Linked DNA regions of Mus musculus: region 1 is linked to region 2. The links are chromatin contacts, called in public HiChIP or PLAC-seq maps. All regions are on one chromosome and are shown on one strand. Each heading gives the region's core, a stretch centred on a gene start, on an enhancer-like site or on the middle of the called end of the contact. The rest is flanking DNA. Distances are from core to core; before and after follow the strand shown.

Region 1 (4,348 bases), core at 254-2,753, 260 kb before region 2:
TTTCCTTCACTCGCCGGCTTGTTTGGGTTCAAGAGAGAAAGGTACGGCAGCAAAGCGTGGGTTTGTCTGAGGTGCACCACAAAGGCCGTGGGGGATTTGAAGCATGGTGCTGGTATGGTAGCCACCCACCAGTGGGAACCTAGCAAGTTGGGTGGAGACGTTTCAGGAGCTCTGGGCCAGAGAGTCTCCACAAGATAAGAATAGGTCGGCCATTGCCTGCCAGTGCATGGCCAGCTAGGCTGCCAGGGCAGAGGGTTGCTGGCACAAGTGCGGGAATGAACCGCTTTCATTTTTTAATGTTTCTCACAACACAGATAACCAGCATTAATAGTCCCTTCTATTCTGGACTCTAAAGCCAGAGCCACATGGCCAAAGCTGCTGATTTTTGTTGTTTGCTGGAGCTGGAACGTGGTCCCCTTGTTCTATTACATTATCATCAGCTTTCTGTTTTCCAACTCCTTCACTGCCTAAGCTTGGATGTCTTGGAACTTGCTCTGAGACTGATTAATTCAGAGATCTGCAAGCTTGTCTCCTAAACACTGGGATTAAAGGTGTGGGTCCACCAAGGCTCGATTTAAAATTTTCTTTACCTAAAACTTGTTCTGATCTAGGTTGGCCTTGAACTCAGAGATCTGCTTCTCTTTGCCTCCTGGACCTAAATTTAGCTGGGTGGTATTTTGCCCCAGGGTCATTAATCCCTTAATTCAATTTAATATCTTTGAACACCGACCGGATCCAGCTCCATTTCACTTCCTGGTGCTCCATTAAAATTCAAACCATATATTTTATATTTTTCCTTTCTTAGCTTGCTACACTTGTTTAAAATGCCCTTCATGAAACTTAACCAGAGAACAAAGTCTATGATGGGTGTTTCTGAGACTTCCCTTGTCAGTGCAATTAATCTGAGTCTGTTCTCCTTAGCTTCAGGCATAATCTTCAGACAAGGGCAAAAAGTAGCCACAATCTTCACCAAAATACCACAAGAACAGTCTCTAGGCTACATATTGAAATTATTCCCTGAAACCTCTTGGGCCAGGTCCACACAATTCAAATCACTCTCAGTAACAAAGTCTTCCATATTCCTGCTAGGATGGCCCAATAAGCCCCTTAAAATTTAAAGCTTTCCAAATCCCAAGTCCCCAAATCCACATTCTTCCAAACAAAAGCATGGTTAGGTCTATCACAGTAATACTCCAGTGCCTGGTACCAACTTCTGTCTTAGGGCTTAACTGCTGTGAACAGACACCATGACCAAGGCAGCTCCTAAAGCACTTGGGAGGCAGAGGTAGGCGGATTTCTGAGTTCAAGGCTAGCCTGGTCTACAAAGTGAGTTCCAGGACAGCCAAGGTTATATAGAGAAACCCTGTCTCGGGGGAAAAAAAAAAGACATTTAATTGAGGCTGGCTAGCAGGTTCAGAGATTCAGTCCATGATGGTTAAGGTAGGGGTGAGGCAGCATCCAGACAGGCATTGTACTGGAGGAGCTGAGAGTTCTACATCTCCATTTGAAAGCTGCTAGCAGAATGCTGGCTTCCAGCAGCTAGGGTGAGGGTCTTAAGCCCACACCCACAGTGCCATGCCTACTCAAACTGGACCTTACCGTTTAATAGTGCCACTCCCTGGGCCGGAGCATATACGAGTCATCTTATGCAGCAGGTGCTATTAGCTCCTGAGCCGTTTCTCAGGGTCCTAGATATTTTGTTTCTTTCTTAGACAGATTACTCCAAGAAGAGAAATTAATTGGACTATAACAGTGAGTGTGTATTTTTCGTGGGTAGTTTACAGGCCTGTCAGGTAGCATCATGTAATTCTTGACTACAGGTGGGCTTGCAAATATGTAAATTTTCTTTCTCTTTGTGTCTGTGTGCCTGTGTCTGTCTGTCTGTCTGTCATTGCTCACCTTGTGTTTTGAGACAACGTGTTTCACTGAACATGGACCCCACCATTTCTGAGAGACTGGCTGGCACATGCCTGCCTCCTTATCCAGCATTGGGGTTACAGGTGGATGGTGCCATGCCCAGCTTTTATGTGTTTGTGTTTGGGAGTGAGGGGCCAGAGGTTCAAACTCAGGTCCCCATTCATGCACAGCAGGCACTTACCCACTGAGCCAGCCTTTTCATTCTTACGTTTTATTTTTCCTTACTGAAGAATTGAATAGATTTATACTTCAATAATGTGAATGGCCTATAAGAGAGACTTTTGCTATTATCATAGACTAGGGTTTTTTTTTCTCTCAAATAAATTTAGTACTAGAATTCACAGTATACTTTATCTCTTCCATATAAACTGATCCACATTTTTAACGGAAACCAGTAAATAATACCTTGTTACCTGCATCCCCGTATAGATTTTATTACCTTCATCTTTATTCCCTTGTTCAGTTTACTTAATAAGAAAAGGCTGCTAATCCCCCTTTAAATTGATTTTACAACACACTAATGGGCTGCAGCTGCTGTGTGACTCCTGTAATCTCTGAGGCAGAGGTCAGCAGTCAGCAGTTGGTAATGGAGGGGCCTGCCTCTGTGGTACCGTGCAGGACGGATGCCTCTGTGGTACCGTGCAGGACGGATGCCTCTGTGGTACCGTGCAGGATGGATGCACGGATGCAGATGCTCCTCCCTCAGCAGCGGTGGGCGTCAGGATGCAGGCCGGCCTCTGCTGATGAGCTTCCAGGCCATTGGGACCCTCTTCGCCCACACCGTGTCTTCTCTCACGTGTTCCATGCTTACTGTGATCCTGGCTACTCTTTCTTATTCCTCCATTTTTTTTATTTTTCACAGTGAGGAAAAGGTTGAGATCGAATTGATGTAATGCGAGAAGAAACAGCACTAGCAACTCTAGGCCGTTTCTGTCACGCCTCAGAGCAGTGGTTCTCAACCTGTGGGTCTCGACCCCTTGAAAGGGAGTCGCCTAAGATGATCGGAAAACACAGATGTTTGCGTTATGATTCATAACAGCTAGCAAAACTCCAGTTGTGAAGTAGCAACAAAATGATTTATGGCTGGGGGGGGTGGTCACCACAGCAGGAGGAGTGGTATTAAAGGGGCCCAGCATTAGGAAGGTTGAGGACCACTGCTCTAGAGGCAGCTCATCCCATACCTCTCAAGTTTTCTTTCCTTGTGCTTTGAAAATTACAAAGCTGTTTCCTACCTCTATTGATTATCCTTTCCTTCCCTGCCTGTCTCCATCCCTTTTTTCTCTTTCAGCTTTCCCTTCTCTTCTCTCCTATCTTCCCTCCCTCCCTCCCTCTCTCCCTCCCTCCCTCCCTCCCTCCCTCTGTTCCTTCTTTCCCTTTCCAGATTCTCCCTAATGTCACCCAGGTTGGTCTAGAACTTGCTGTGTAGCCCAGGCTGGCCTTGAACTCAAGGCCCACCCACCTCTACCTCTCAATGCAGGCATGCGCCCCAAGCCCATCTTAGCTCCTTCATCTAGAACATTAATTTCCAGATCCATTGCTGTTGTAGTCTGTATTTACCTCATTCCTCTCCTGTCTGAATGCTGTGTCATTGCCTGGGCACTACACCCTGCCATTCATTTTTCAGTTGATGAACATTTGAATACTCCCCCACCCCCAATTAGGAATTATGTTGCCAGGAGCTATTTTTTTTTTTTTTTTGTAGATGTGTTTTTATTTCTCTTAACCATGCAACTAGGAGTGGGACTGCAGTGTCCTATTGAGTAGGTGCCAGCTGTTTGCTAAGGTAACTACACATGTCACCTCATCAGTATCAAAGGTTCCAGTCTCTCCAAGTTCTTACCAATACCCAGCTCCATGATGATTATAGCTGAACTAGTTAGGATTGAAGTGGAATCTCATTCTGAATTTGATTTATGCTTTTCCTAGTGACAAAAACTATTGAGCATCTTTTAAAAAAGCTTTACATCATTTATACACACACACACACACACACACACACACACACACACGCCTGTACACACCCATGTTCATGTGACACCTTACTGCACTGGGCTCTCTCTTCCCACCATCTGGTGGTCCCAGGAATTGAACTCAGATCGTTAGCCTTGGAGGCAAGTGCCTCTCCCTGCTGAGCCATGTTGCTTTCTTGTTTTAAGTTTTGGGGCTGCTAGGGATTAAACCCAGAGCCTTGCCTTGTTGGGCCTTGCAGCAATTCACTGATCCACCACTGGGTCTGCTGGGCTGGTTTCAGGCTCAAGTGATTTTCTTGCCTCAGTCTCTAAGTGTCTGGGACTCCAGGAGTGTCCCACCCCCACCAGCCCAGCTTGCTCTTTCACCCTGTTAATGTGCACTTCGATTCAGAAACATTTACATTTGATAAAATCGGTTTTATCTTTAAATATATATATTACTTATAGTTTTGGTATTTCAT
Region 2 (4,526 bases), core at 235-2,734:
TGCCCCTCAGCCTTAAAGGCAGGTAGGAAGGGGATGTTCCCTCAGAAGTCTGACTTAGCTTTCACATCCATCCATGGTGGGCATGAAGAAAACGGGAAGGGCCTTGGAGATTCACTTCTTTCCCCTATGGAGGCAACACACAGTGAGGATATAGAGGGTGTGACTATCTTCAGTGCTGGGACCTGCTCACCTGAGCATTCTGTGAGGAGTAAAATCACTCTCTGCCTCATTTGATCCCCAGGGCACTTCAGCCTCACCTTGTAGATGGGGTAGTGAGACAGGGCTGCCTCTCCTTTGGGGAGAATTTAAACACAATTCTCTCTCTTTGAATTCTTGAACAGAGGAGACCACAGAGGGCTTGGCTATAGATACCTTGGAGAGCCTTGTGGAGTGGGGTAGCCCAGTGTTGGACTGTGGAATTTGAGGGGGCGGATAGCTCAGTGGTGGGCTTGGGAGATAGCCCAGTATTGGGCTGGGGCTGAGGCTGGCACGGGAGTAGGTTTGGTGGGGGATAGCCCAGTGTGGTAGAGAGCATGCCTAACAAGCTGAGACCTTAGGTTTACTCCCTAGAACTCCAACTAAATAAAATAACCTTTTTCCTTTTACACTAGATCCCCACCCCCTCCCCCCAATTTGGTATTGCATTCCTTAATTTGGTCTTATAAGTATTATATAAATACGTAAGTAATATTCTTTTTAGGCACTTATCTATACTTAATTTCTGATGTTGGCCTTCTCTGCTTAGCAGTGATTCATTGGCAAAAACCAATGCATTTGGGGTTAGCAGACTAACATCTGCAGGCAGGCCTGCTGTGTGTGTGTGTGTGTGTGTGTGTGTGTTTGTTGAATTAACAGAAGTATCAGATGTTTTGTCTTACATAAATGAGTTAAATATTAAGGACAAACTGAAGGTGTGTGGCAAGAGTCTTTCCTTACCATGAAAAGTCATAGTTGGTAAACTCTCAGTTTGTTTCTTTGCTCTTTCTGTCTGTCTGTCTGTCCGTCCCTCCTTCCCTCCCTTCCTTATCACCATCACCACCACCACCACCACCATTATCATTATTTCTGGTTCTGGGGATGGAAGCCAGGGCCTGGTGTGTGAATGATGAGCTCTGTCTTTGAGCTTCAGCCATCTCCCTACTGTGATTCTTTTTTTTTTTTTTTTTTTTTTTTTTGGTTTTTTGAGACAGGGTTTCTCTTTATAGCCCTGGCTGTCCTGGAACTCACTCTGTAGACCAAGCTGGTCTCGAACTCAGAAATCCACCTGCCTCTGCCTCCCGAGTGCTGGGATTAAAGGCGTGTGCTACCACGCCCGGCTCCCCGACTGTGGTTCTTATTGGTATAAGAGTAACATGCTGTGCAGCACATCGCCATCCCTGCCTTCAGGCACATACTGCCCACCATGTACTGCCTGGGGGCTGGCTGAGGACTGCATGATGGCACACTGACCTTGACTTTGGTGTCTTTGCACTTCCTGCATCCCTGCTGGCTCCTTTCCCATCAGCTCCACCTCCCAACATGGTAAAGGTCATCAGGCGGTTCAGGCTGAAGCACTTAGTCCTACATTGTTATTTCTGATTATATAACTGGGATTTTCTTTTGTAGGAAGTTTTAGCCCTTCCTTCGATTGAGGAGGCTGCCTTGTACCCTTTCACTAAGGGCAGCTGTAAATGGCAGCTTTGTACTGCCTGGGTGCTCTCTTTTTTGCTGACCTACAGTTTAATTTCCAATGTCTAGACTTGATAGTCTGAATTTAAACACAAGACATAAACAGAGTCATCTGGAACTCATTTTTCCCCACACTAAACACTTCTTTCAGATACTAGTGTGCAGGAGACTCCTTCCTCTAACCACACCTCCAGATGAAAATCATTTAATTAACTGAGAAAGGTTTAGCTTAATTGCTCTCCTAAACAATCACGCATACCGGGTTGGTTTAGGTTTCCAGTGGCCGGAGGGTGGTAAATCGCAGATTCATGCTTAGGGAACTCCTACAGGGTCTTTTTGCTCAAAGATGTGGTTGCTCCAGCCTGCCCTTTCTCAGTCTCACAGGCCAGTTGGTTCTGGGTGTGTGGCCTTGCTAATTGCTTGTGGCTTTCCTGTCTGGTGACAAAGACTGAGCTGGACCTCTTCTGGGAATGTGCCACAAACCGGATGTAAGCACCCGATATCCGGCTCCCCTCAGTTTGTTGCTATGTGTCTGCTCTGCATTCAAATAAAACATTACAGTCGATATAAATAAGCTGTTTATGCAGTTATGTGTGTCATGCAAATACCTTGGATCACTTAGGCTTTGGTGCTGAGCTCTGCCTGCTTGCTAAAGCCCGAGGCAGAAGGATGCAGGAGGCACTGGGTGATGGAGGAGTTTGTACCAGGAGGTGCAAGTCTACAGAACTACTCTCAGACCAGAGTTGGAAGCTCCAAACTTTGACTCCGGAGGTGATGAAACCCAGATGGCTTCCCCAGCTGGCACACTTTACACACTCCACTCTCAACAAGTCAACTTTTTATCTTCTAGTCCAGAAATTGGGTTTAAGGGGAGTTTGGGAGAGGGAATGTGAATATGAGTAGAAGCCCCGCTCACTTGCCAATCAGATAGTTCCAGCCCCAAATAGTCTTCTAATTAGGAATGAAATCAGACGGGTGGGTCTGCGCAGAGGCAGGTACGCCACTGCGTTAGAATTTGTTGCATTTTAGCAGTAAAACAGGGTTCCTTTTCTTTTATCACCGGGGTAATTAGGATCTCCGTGACATCTACAAGACACTCTTCCTTTTCCAACTCCTAGCTAAACTGTACTGTCTTCATATAAAGTGACTCTGTAAATGTCTACACCAGCTCCTAATGCAGCAGAACTTTTACAGAGTCTAAGAGTTTACTAGTTGAAAGCCTATTCATGCTGAAATAAATTACTGAATCCTCCTGCACTCTCTCCTCCCATCCCAGACTTTAATTATAAAGCCACAATCACACCAGATAGTAAACCTTAAATATTTTAACATTTCCCCAGCAGGAGACAGCAGCACATAAACCAGCAGGCAGTTATATGGAGAGATTTATTTCTTACTGACCCAGGAAGCCATGCCTCAGTGCCTCAAGAAGATGCTGTTGTGCCCCGCCCTCTCCGAGGGTGCTAATGAATGAGCACAAATACCTACAGCGAGTTAAGTACTCTTGGTGGGACAGATGACAGAGGGCATCAGACAGTGAAGATTTTAAAGTTAGGTCTGTCGGGTGCTCAGGGATGTTTGTGTGTAAATTTGGAGTTGAGCTCCGACAGGTCTGAGGTTTTTATGTCGTGCAGTCCTCTTGGTTGTGAAAATTCACTTATTCCAGTCTGTGTCTATTTAGAAGCACTGGAAGTTTAGGGCAAGCTCTCACAAGATTTACCGCTGCACTGTTGGGTAGAAAATGATTTGCAGAGGGGATATCGCTGCAGTTCATTAGGTCAGAGCGCTTGCTGCCAAGGCTGAGGATGACCTGAGTCCGATCCTTAGGACCCACAAAGGAAGGAAAGAACCAAGTCCCCAAAGTTGTCCTCTGATCTCTACCGAGGCACACCCACACTAAATGAGCGAATACAATGTCATTCGTAAAGCATGACTTTTGAAAAATGATGTAAAACATGAAAAGACAGTTTTTGGGTGTTTATGTCCAGGTTGTTGAGAAGGTAATTGTAAATGGCTCTTCTGAGCTGGAGAGATGGCTCAGTGGTTGAGAGTATGCTGTGCTTGCTGAGTTCAGTTCTCTATCACCACTGGGAGACTCACAGCTGCCTTTATCTCCAGGAGATCTGATGCCCTCCCCTGGCCTCTGCAGAAACTGCATTCACATGCACAAACCCATAGACATACACATACATAATTAAAATAAATCCATAAATGATAGATAGATACTTAAAGCCTCTCAGTTGTTAAAATTCAACATTTTAGGACATCCACAGTCAACTTTTTAAAATTAACCCATTTATAATTGTGATGCTGGAGAATACAAGCCCTGCCTTTCAGTAGTCCAGTTTGAATGACTGTTTGTACCTGGGATAAATTGAACTGAGTTATCTTTAGAAATTCACAATGTATCATGTGTTCATAGGAATGTCCATTCAGCAATCCAAATTCCTTTCCTGCCATTGGGATCAAACCACCTGATACAGCCTATGCCACCGGGGGATTATTCGTTTTGGCTCACAGTTTAGGGGTTCAGTGCATCATAAAGAGGAAGGTGGCAGTGGTCCATCAGTGCATACATGTGCGTGTATGCATATGGTGCTGGGGGCAAAACCAGAACCTTAGATATTCAAGGCATGCTATCTATGAGAGGGAGCTGGGAGGGGGAGGAGCGGAACCTGGGGAAGTAGCAGGTTTCTCTAGGGACTCTCAGGAGATGCTTGTCAGGGGTGGTGGGAGAAATGCTCAGGGCTTCCTGAACATCTGTATACCCAGAGTATCGTGAATGTGGTGTTTCAGTGTTTAATGTCAGCTTGGTCCTTCTGGCTAGTTAGTTACAGAGTTCTATTTAGGGTACTGGA

Evidence for each region. HiChIP or PLAC-seq counts read pairs in DNA pulled down with a chosen protein or histone mark.
Region 1: an H3K27ac HiChIP or PLAC-seq map of embryonic stem cells shows a contact between it and region 2, with 2.2 times the contacts expected there. The contact joins two enhancer-like sites. A contact is called at or near these places in 3 of 15 datasets of contacts at CTCF or cohesin (the NIH/3T3 cell line, pro-B cells and stem cell-derived epiblast-like cells), 10 of 484 Hi-C or Micro-C datasets (the BV-2 cell line, CD8 T cells, embryonic stem cells and 2 more), 5 of 115 datasets of contacts at active chromatin or transcription factors (the NIH/3T3 cell line, acute myeloid leukemia and embryonic stem cells) and 1 of 9 other capture datasets (embryonic stem cells).

What each region holds. Positions count from the first base shown.
Region 1 is chr1:179,459,751-179,464,098 of GRCm38.p6, reverse strand. All of the region lies in intron 1 of Smyd3 (SET and MYND domain containing 3), which reads left to right. Among named protein-coding and RNA genes, the nearest start is that of Smyd3, 56 kb to the left of the region's middle. Within about 2 kb of position 1,503, at least 9 of the 459 cell types and tissues checked have an H3K27ac peak or open chromatin away from gene starts, as enhancers often do. A contact at or near this core is called in embryonic stem cells, where this site is marked.
Region 2 is chr1:179,195,894-179,200,419 of GRCm38.p6, reverse strand. All of the region lies in intron 5 of Smyd3 (SET and MYND domain containing 3), which reads left to right. Among named protein-coding and RNA genes, the nearest start is that of Gm31349, 130 kb to the left of the region's middle. Within about 2 kb of position 1,484, at least 47 of the 459 cell types and tissues checked have an H3K27ac peak or open chromatin away from gene starts, as enhancers often do. A contact at or near this core is called in embryonic stem cells, where this site is marked.